Regions from separate parts of the Dromaius novaehollandiae genome. Here region 2 is linked to region 1. The links are chromatin contacts, called in public Hi-C maps. All regions are on one chromosome and are shown on one strand. Each heading gives the region's core, a stretch centred on a gene start, on an enhancer-like site or on the middle of the called end of the contact. The rest is flanking DNA. Distances are from core to core; before and after follow the strand shown. Region 1 overlaps TJP1 (tight junction protein 1). Region 2 overlaps TJP1 (tight junction protein 1).

Evidence for each region. Hi-C and Micro-C count contacts between places; a contact is called where the count stands out from the background.
Region 2: a contact with region 1 is called in a Hi-C map of ovary, with 2.7 times the contacts expected there. The contact joins two enhancer-like sites. A contact is called at or near these places in 2 of 4 Hi-C or Micro-C datasets (brain and ovary).

What each region holds. Positions count from the first base shown.
Region 1 is chr10:18,112,017-18,116,746 of bDroNov1.hap1, forward strand. The region is part of intron 2 of TJP1 (tight junction protein 1); the gene reads left to right. Among named protein-coding and RNA genes, the nearest start is that of TJP1, 47 kb to the left of the region's middle. Within about 2 kb of position 2,140, at least 2 of the 2 cell types and tissues checked have open chromatin away from gene starts, as enhancers often do.
Region 2 is chr10:18,210,112-18,215,182 of bDroNov1.hap1, forward strand. The region is part of intron 9 of TJP1 (tight junction protein 1); the gene reads left to right. Among named protein-coding and RNA genes, the nearest start is that of ENTREP2, 78 kb to the right of the region's middle. Within about 2 kb of position 2,305, at least 1 of the 2 cell types and tissues checked has open chromatin away from gene starts, as enhancers often do.

The sequences.
Region 1 (4,730 bases), core at 890-3,389:
TTCCAAATGGAAATTTGTAAAGTGCAGTTCTCTTACGAAAAAATAAGCATCTGTCAAAGGAAAGAATGTGAATGTGTACAGCTTGCTATAGAGTGCTACCATAGGGGGGAAAAAAATCACTCTATCCACCGATCTGGCAAAAATGATTAGAAAGGGATTGATGTTTATTACCCTTTGCATTAGCAGGATAAGGCTACAATATACAAAGTCCCAGAATTAAAGTTAGAACTCGTTAAATAGTACGCAGTTAAAATAAAAAATTAAAACTCAGTGACAGCACACACTTTCTTTTCCAGTGATTCATCTGTAGACGTGGGGATGAATGCTGGGAAAGACAGGAAGATTAAGCATGTGATATACCCCTACATAAATGAGATTATTTAACCATGGAAATCTCTGTCTGTCAAAATTTGGAACTTGTAAACAGAGATACTTGTGAAGAAAGCAGGAAAAGCCTCTAACTATTTGGGAATATGTTAGTTTAGAAAGTACTGTTGTAGATAGAGAATGGAAGAGTTAATTCTTCTGCTTGGAATTTTTGAATATTTATTTTAAGGCTTAATTTTAAAATGCAAAGCCCCTGACACTTCAGTTATCATTGTACAGAATTTAACTTGGCTTTAACTTATCACCACGAGAACAAATGATAGATGACACAGGGCTACAGGATTTTAGTAAAGCATAGAAGGCAGTTCAGAACAGGAGGGGAATGAGTTAAACAGTGTTTAGGTAAGCTGGATATATTCGAGTTGGCAGTGCCTAATGGAATTCCTCCCAGACTACCTATGGAAGTAGCTGAAGCAATCTCTGAAATATTAGCAATTATCTTTGCAAATTCATGGAGGATGGGGGGGGGAGGGTCCTGGGGGACTGGAGACGTGCATAATATAACGTCCTTTCAAACAGGAGAGTAAGAAGAGCTGAGGCATCATAGACAGAGGAGCTTTACTAGCATCAGGAAAGGTACTAGGCCAAACTGGCTAACGGTTTAGAAGAATCTTGAAGATAGTAAGGTGGTAAAAACATTGAATGTACCTTTGTGAAGAACAGATTATATCAAGCTAAGTTACCTGCTTGCTTCAGCAAGTAAGTAGCCTGGTAGATAAGAGAAAGCAGCGTTATGTTTCTGACTTCAGCAAGGCTTTGAACGCAGCTCCATATAACATTCTTGTTAGCAAACTGATGAAATAGAAATCCACTGTAAAGCTGATTTGTATTGAAAACAATAGTGTATTGCTGTCAGTGGTTTGCTGTGGGAATGGATAGGCAGTTCAGGTGTGGTTCGGCAAGTGTTCGTCCTTCGTGTGGTCCTCATGAACGTTTTCGTGGACAGTTTATTTGTATGGTGGAGCAGAGAGTAGGCTTACCAAGCCTGCGCATGACACCAGCCTGAAAGTGCTTGTAAATCCTTTGCAGGGCAGGTTGGAATTTAGAATGATCTCGATAAATTGGAGAAAGTATCTGAGATCAGCAAGATGTAATTCAATAGGCAAAAGTATTTTTTCACTTTTCCAAAATGAAAATTTTTTCTTTTCATTTTTTCAAAGAAGTAATTTTTCAGGCAAAAGTAGAACAACACAAAGGAGAAATCAGATGTAAAACGTAAAATGAGGAATAACTAGTTTGCAGCATTAGTGCAAAGAAGGAGTGGGGAATTGTAGAGGAGCACAAACTGAGTATGTCAACACTGTGATGCTATTTCAAAAAAAGGCAAGTGTTGTTCTGAGATATATTCATAGGATTGTCAATACCAGACATACTGTTGAGATCTCCTCTGGGGCCGGGAGTCATTTATTCACTTTTTTTGCTCTGCCGTTAGGAAAAAAACAGATAAATTAGTGTTCAGAAGAGGGCAGCAAGAATAGTATGTTTAGAAAAATTTGCCGAATGGAGATTGCTAATCAGCTCTCAAATAGGTAAAAGGTTGCTGAAAAGTAAACAGCAGTGGTTGTTCTCTGTGACCACTGGATGTAGGATCAGAGAGATAAAATGCTTCATTTCCAGCAAAGGTGACAGACCAGGTAAACGTAGTTTAAGTTAAGGTTTTACTGTCCCTCTGTGTCCTTTCTGCCTTAGTTGTTCTCAGTCTCTCAGCAGAGGTTGTGGAATGCAGTTTGTGCGGACGCCTCCAGTGTTTCAGTGCAAAATCCAACTGTTTAGCTTAAATCTCCTTCCTGTTGCGTTTAAGCTAAGTCATTAACTGCACCGTGTGCTGAGGGGCACACGCACACACAATTTCCTGGAAAATTTTGAAAACGGGTCTTAAAAACACCTGTAACAGATTTAGTTATATTTGTCCTGACTCTCTGTACGGGCATGGGCTGAATCAGTTCATACAGAACCCTTTACTGAGCAAATGGTTGTTTCTTCCTGCACGGCCTTGCTGGGACCTGGCGGGGTGCGTGGCCCCGGCGGAGGCGGCGGCAGCCCCTGCCGCGCAGCCCCTCCGCCGCGCAGCCCCTCCGCCGCGCAGCCCCTCCGCCGCGGCCGCCTCCCGGGCGCTCCCTGGGCAGAGGCAGCGGACCTTGGCCGGCGTGGGTTGTCCTTCGGGCTGTCACTCAAGCGCTGCTGGGCTAGATGGTCTCTTGACGTCTCGGCCTATAATTCTGTGATTCTCTGATTATTTAAATGTCATTTTCTGTGGACAGACTTGCAGGCTAAAACAGCAAGTCCTGTTTAGACTTTTCACTTTATGGTTCAGTGACTAACAGAGCCGTTATGGTCTGTTGGCTTACTGTGGGTGATAAGCACGAAGCTAGTCACTACTGGGTAGGAAAAAACAATATTTCTTCAATACGTAGGTTGCAGTAATTTTTCAAATATGTGTTCATATATTTCCATAAAATAGAAAATGTTTTATAAACTCGGAGAAGTTTAGAAAATAAATAAAATCCTGTTTAAACATTGATACCGTTGTTGAAAAAAGTCTGTGAAATACAAATCTGTATGGTAAGCTAATTAAATGTCTTATGTAATATTTTTCCATATTACATAAAAACATTGCAGCTTAGAGCAAATTGTGACCCTACCCAGTCACTTTAAATGGTTGACTTATAATAGTATCTAAAATTCGTGTTTTGCTAGGAACACCAATAGGCTATTACGTACGGAAAGGTGTCACTCACGAGCTGGCTCCTGCGGATGTCCTGAGCTTTCAGTTCCTCTCGTGGCAGCTCAGTGCTGCAGGAAGGATTAGTTACTCAGCCGGTGTCTCCTCAGATCACAACAGATGCACCGATTCAGGCACTTGGAGAATCCGGCAGCAGCGCGACCCGCGATAGGTACGCCCCGCGTTCCTGCGTCAGCTTGCACTCACCGCTACACACGCTGTAACTGGCCAGGGCCAGCCTGCCTGGGCCCGTCGCGTGCCCGTGCGCCGAGAATCCAGGCAGCCGGCTGGGCGAGCCCTCCGCGGGCAAGCGCGGCTGCGGCTGCTGTTGACTCAGGTGTGTGAGCTGAACTCCTCGTGTGAATGAAATGAGCATCGTTTCTTCCTTCTCCAGGTGTGTTGTAGAAATAGTCCTTGTCACCGTAGCGGCAAGCAGGCATTTCAACTGAGGAGTAAAAGTCTTTTCCTAAAAGTGACATTAAAGCATTTTTTATCAACTGCTGTTTTATTTTTACAGTAAAAGAGATGATAGGGTGTTTCGTATTCAAACTTCCAGCCTCAAATTTCGGCTGGGAGGGAGAACATCTTCAGGCATCACAGGTTGAAAAGTTGGGTGACGCTCACAGTGAATTACTGCATTACATTACATGGAAATACTGCGGCTCCCTGAGGTACTGTGCTTTCCTCAGTCATGTACTGTTTAAAGTAAAAAGACTTTTAGTTTAGAGCTATTATTAGGCAGAGCTATTAGGGCTCTCCTAGAGGGAGATATATAATTATTTTGGGGAATATAAAGCATCATCAAGGAGTTTCTTTACATGCTGAGCTCTTTTTCCCAGTGCTGAGAGGATTTTCCAGTTTGTGTTGTACATTCTTTAATGCCAGGTACTTCTAGTTCCTATCTCGGGTCTTCTTCTAAAGAAACAAAGGTCCTACAGAAATAAAGACAACCTCTCACAAGGCAATATTAAAAGCGTTGATAATAGTAGCAAATAAGCTATGTAACTAATAGAATATAATAACAAGCTTTTGTTAGTTTCTGCCTGTTGGAGTATGCGGAAGCTGTTTCCCTTTCACTGACATCTTAATATTTTGCTGAAGCTGAGTCCCAGCAGTGGGAGATATTGGTTGTTAGTGAATTGCACAGTCAGGTGTTTATTTTGCTATTGGTGAAAAAAGATCAAGATGAGCAAACACATTTCTTGGAAAAAAGCGGAATATAAAAATTGAAGCTCATTGGAATTTCCCTCTCAAATGATTTACTGGAAGCGCTGGTGCTAGAAGATAGTTGCCTGATGTGTATTTGTTTCTGAGGTATTACAAGAAGGGGAAGGGAGGAGAAGGTAGAAGCCCCTGCTCATATCTCATGCCTGCTTCAGTGACGGGCTATGCCATGGCCTGCTTCCTTATGGGTTAGTAAGAACTAGAGGTGGTCTGCAGCGAATACAGTAGTTGGTGGCCACATTTCCTGTTATTTTCTTCTGCCGTAGTTCTGCAAGCTCTGTAAAAGAGCTGAACGGATAGAGGACCTTCCTGTAGCTCTAGGTGCTGCCTTGACATCCTGCTGCTGCGGTGTGCTCTTCTGCCAGAGAACATAATAATTTTGTGCAAATTCTTCAGC
Region 2 (5,071 bases), core at 1,055-3,554, 98 kb after region 1:
AAAGTGGGTTTTGTAGCTTTGCCTTTCTCTTGAGTATACTCTTCAAGTAGGACACGCTTTGAAAAATTTGATTGTAAAGGGTGCGAGGTCTCTATCAGATCTGAAACCTGTATTTCTTATCATGCATTTCTAATACGGCATGAAAAGGACTAGTGGAGGGGAAAAAACCATCAAAGCTGAAACTGACTTATTTACCCCAGTGTTAGTTCTTTCCTGACCTATTAAATACAGTAGCTGAGGTAGACAGTCACTTCCTCTCTGTGGACTAAACTATCAGAAGAATTAAATCCTTCCTGAAAAGGAACTTTGAAGCTTTCTCAGCTCTGAATGCATCCATTGCATCTACTTTATGAACACGAACTACCTTGGCATGGATTAACTTCCTGTTGAACATGTCTCTTTCAAGATCAGAATGTCTGTTGGGCCCTGAGATGCATAGGGAAGAACGTTAGAAGCAACTTTTTCTTTGGTGGATGTTTTTTGGTGCAAGAACAGATTTGCTGTGAGAGCAAGTTAGATGCAACTCTCTGTCATGGTTTAAAATTTGGAGAAAGATCTCAAAGCTGCTTGAGAACAGCAAAGCTGAGGAAGAAGTGCAAAAAAATGTTACCAAATTTTGTGAGCTTTAGGAGGGCACTAAGAATGTACTGAAGATGGTGACATTCTAGTGTCTATTCTGCCAAGCATATGCTGAGGAGGAGAAAAATTCTGCTGGAATGCACTTGGTCCTTTCACACAAGGTTCATTACTGCCTGATGCTTTCAGGTATGCACTAGACTACAGAAATCTGCCAGCTTTTCTAAAACTCAGTTTCTAAACCATGTTCTTTTTAATTTACTAATAGTGTAATTAGTAATCTTTTGACTATCTTACATTTTTCTGTTATGGTAGATTGCAAGTTATCCATAGTCTTAGAAGGGATCCAGAAAATGGTAGGTACTTATGTAAAATCACTGATTTCTGTGCTAGTTTAGTCAAAGCTTTGTCTTTATATGGGATAATGTCTTTATTTCAATCGGTAGTCTTTACGTGAACATGCATTGAATCAACAGTGAGAACTCAGGATTGACTCTTAAGTGGACGTAGCGATTTCCAGATACAACAGAGATTAAGTCCCTTTGCCCACCCCATTCCCCCCCACACACACACACACGCACGCTTCCCCTCCTGCCCTCCCATATTGAGGAGAGAAGCCAGCTCTGGAGTCTCTTCTGTGCACAGGTAAGAAGCTTGGTTTTGGATTTGTTTCTGAGGTAGCTTTAGGTTAACCAGTCATTTCTTAGTAGTTCCTCCATATTGAAAGGACTTGGAAGTCTGCAGATACAGACATATACTTGTAGCTCTGGAGACTTTGAGGTTTTTTAGCCAACTGATACTGAATTAGACACTAAATGAAATACAAGATAAAAATAAGTCCTGGCTTTGGGGAAGAACTCGCTGAGCAGACCATGTTTTAAAGGGTAAGTATAGTTTTAAAGATGTGTATAAGAGCAGCTGTTTAGGTAGAGGAAAAAAAAATAGATTATGCCAAGTTACCTTTAGTTCTCTGACATTCTGTGTTTAAGAGCAATACTTAAGACAGCCAGAGATGAGCAAAAGGAGCCTCTGCACTCGAAGCTGGAGAGTGCTTGGGGAAGTATCATATATACTATTTCTTACCTCTCTGATCCTATTGCTCCGTCTTGTTGTCTTGCCTATTGCCTATGACATCTCTGGGTGCCTTTTGCCAACTGAAAGAACTCGCTCTTGGGACCCGGTTCTCCTTTGCTGTCCTCTTTCCTTGGACACTGGAATCACAAAAATGCTTTTTGGTATGTCTAACGTTTCAGCCTCAGCAAGAAAGGTATGGTAGCTTGAAGGAAGCTCTGTAGAGGCGGTTATTAGTTCTGAAAGGATGAGGCTGACTTGCATAATGCATCTGTGAGTCTATACACTGCAAAAGAGGCTTTCTCTGTCTCTTTCTGAAACAACTAAGTGGAAAAACTGGAATTTTGGACAGAAGTCGACCCTATTTTGAAGGAAGATGCTGATCTTGGCCCTTACTATCTTTTCATAGTGAACAGTTTAAAATATGCTAAAAATACATGTTTAGACAAAGCCTGTACGTTCATATTTTTCAAAGCTTTTATGTGCAAACATAACACACAGCAAGAATGTGTTACGAACTTTTTTCCAAATAATGAAAACCACAGTTGATGGCATGAATGTGTAGCTGACTCAGCATTTTGTGACTGAAGGTTGTTTAAAGCTGCTGCAGTTGGGCATACTTAAGAAAAAAAGGAGGGGGAGTGGAGGGGGCCCTGACACAGCACAGATGTTGAAGTAAAAACAGTACTGTCAGAACACATATGCAGTTAATAACACCTCTGATGACTCATGGGAAGTGCAGCTGTCACTTCTCAGCGAGTTTCGATCACCTAGAAGCAGTGACAGCATCAAGTTTTTTCCTGTACCATCTTGCAGAGGGGGAAGTATGCAGTACTTAAGAGACCACTTTAAAAAATTCTACTCTCCTGTTGTTCTGAGCTTTTTCATTTTGTTCTATTGTCTTTTCCATTCAAACTTTGTTTCCTTATGTAGAGCAGAACTGACCTTTTACAGCCATTGTAATTGCCCAGGTACGTTTGCCTGCATGCAAGGCAGTGGTGTAGCTTTGAAGCGTAGCGCTTCACGTCTCTGAATGAGCTTGGGTGTTTGGCTGCCTCTATTTTGTGCCATGTTTTCGGTGCCTGCATTCTAGTTACTGTTTTTGTGAGCCGTTTTTTTTCCTGTATATTTGTTTTTGATATATGCAGATATCCAAGGCACATAAAAGTGCAGTGTTCTTGGATTATGCAGAGAGGAAATGTAAAATGAATGTTGCCCTGTATACTAACTCCAGTATTTTTGGCCTTATTGTTGAGGCAAAAGAGAACGCAGTTTTGGAATGAGGCTTCTGTTAGGTTTTGGGAGAGGGCAAGGAAAAGGTAGAGAGGGCTCAGTGAGAAATTTACTATAAAATATTAGTAACTTGTGCTCGATACCCAAACATCTTTTGGCAGGGAGTGGAGGAGCTAATTGTAGGCCATACTATTATAGGACTTCTTTTGCTTTGTAAATTATTTAGTATGCTTTTAAATAACTAAATGCATCTGTCTCTTTAATGAGAGATGGTAAATTTTTTCACGGAAATTAAGAGTCCAGTCATATCTCAGCCTGGTACTGAAAGTAAAATTATTGCTTTACCTTATGCACTTTATTTTGTGGACAAACGAATGATACTGAAGATCTGAGAGAGGAATAGCAAAATCTTTATAGAAGTTAGGCAGCAGAAAGAGAAGTTAATGCTTGCTGCTTGAGTTAATGGTTTTAGCATCGTTTTTATCAGCTCTAGAAGAGAGCTTGAAAGTGTATTTATTTGAATTAACTTTTAAAAACTTATGCTTTTTTTTTTAAGCCACTGTACCTGTACTTAACAACCACTTGCAAATAGCTAGTTGTTTACAATGGTGGATGCCTCTGTCTTCTGTGGGTGGTTATAGTTTTGTGCGTGCTTCTGATGATCGATATATTTCTAATATCAACTAGAAGAAGGTAGTAGTGAAAGGTATTAATGGCAAATAAGTACTAATAAATTCATGAATGGTCTGTCTAGAGAGCAGAGCTGAACTAAGCTTTGTTCCTGATGTTTCATGCACATGCAACATGCAATGTTGCTTCAGAAAAGCCCACTTTACTTATGTTGATATGTTCAGTCTTATTCTTTTCATACAAATCTCGGGTCAGTATATTTGCCTCTCCCCCACCCCTAAAGTCTGGCTTCATAAAACTTTTGAAGCAGTAGTTCTGATTAACAGATACAGTCTTTACTCTGCAGAATGGATTTTTGTGGATACACTTTCACTTCGCAGGAAGCAGTGTTCATTATTGTGTAGTAGCACCCTCTGGCTGTTAGTAGTGAAAGAACAGGGTGTTTTTTCTCGGTGGACCTCTCTGAGAGGAGAGGGAGTTGCACTTAAAACCAAGCTATTTGTTCCTCTTTAGAATACTTATTTCCTCTGTGGCCATTAAGTGTGATATTATATAATAAGCATATGGTTTGTTTGGGTCTGTCCTTGCTCAAAGACCTTTATATCCTTGTGTATTTGCTAATGCAATCAGGATCTGAATAGGTGTTTTGAATCTCTCTGGCCTGTTTAGAATGTCTGTGCTCTGGAATTAAGACTGTCTCCTTAGTATCCTAGTCTGCGACTTTGTTTTTTCAACTGCTTATTAACGATGATCTGCTGTAGCCCTAATGCATTATTTTGTACTGAACAGATGGGAGCATAACAGTCAAGTTTAACATGTGTGTTGTGTACATGTACAGTCCTGCTATGATATAGCTGGTAGGAAAGTAACCTCTATATTAAAATAGATAATGTTTGAGCTAAAGGAGTAGAAATCACACTCTTAGAGCTTTAGACATTCTTACTGTTTTCAGAATGAGAGATTTTTTTTTAGTTTGTCATATACTCCTTTGATTATATTTTATGCTGTAAACATGTACAGGAAGAACATAAGAGCAGGCCAGTTGTCCTTTGCTAAAATAAGTCGGATGACTGACTGTGTGAGAAATGCTCCTATTTTTCACTTTTATGTGCAATAAACTGCAGCAGGTGTGGACTTAGGACCATGCTCCCTACAGAGGGCAGGAAGCAGCTAGGGGCAGGTTTGGATTCTGCCTTTCACCTCCGCGAAGCACCGCTGCACGGTACGTGCACATCTCCGCACGCAGGGCTGCTCCCGTGCACGGTGGGACAAACGGCATGGCCAGATCACAGCCCGGAGTGCCCCTGGAGATCCCATACCTCCGTAGGGAGGTGTGATGGAGAGCAGCATCAGGACTCTTAGTCTTAGGTTTCCATGTGGAGCCTGTGTGTGGGGCTTCCTTGCTTTTGAAGCAAGGAGAGTAGCAAAGACAGCAGTCTGGTTCACCCCAACCTTCCTCTTTCTAAAGAGCCGTATCCGGAGAGGGGCATGTGTGTCAGGGTGTGTGTGAGGAGTGTTTGGTTTTGGGGCATTGTTTTGTTTTGTGTTTTAGCAAAGTTGG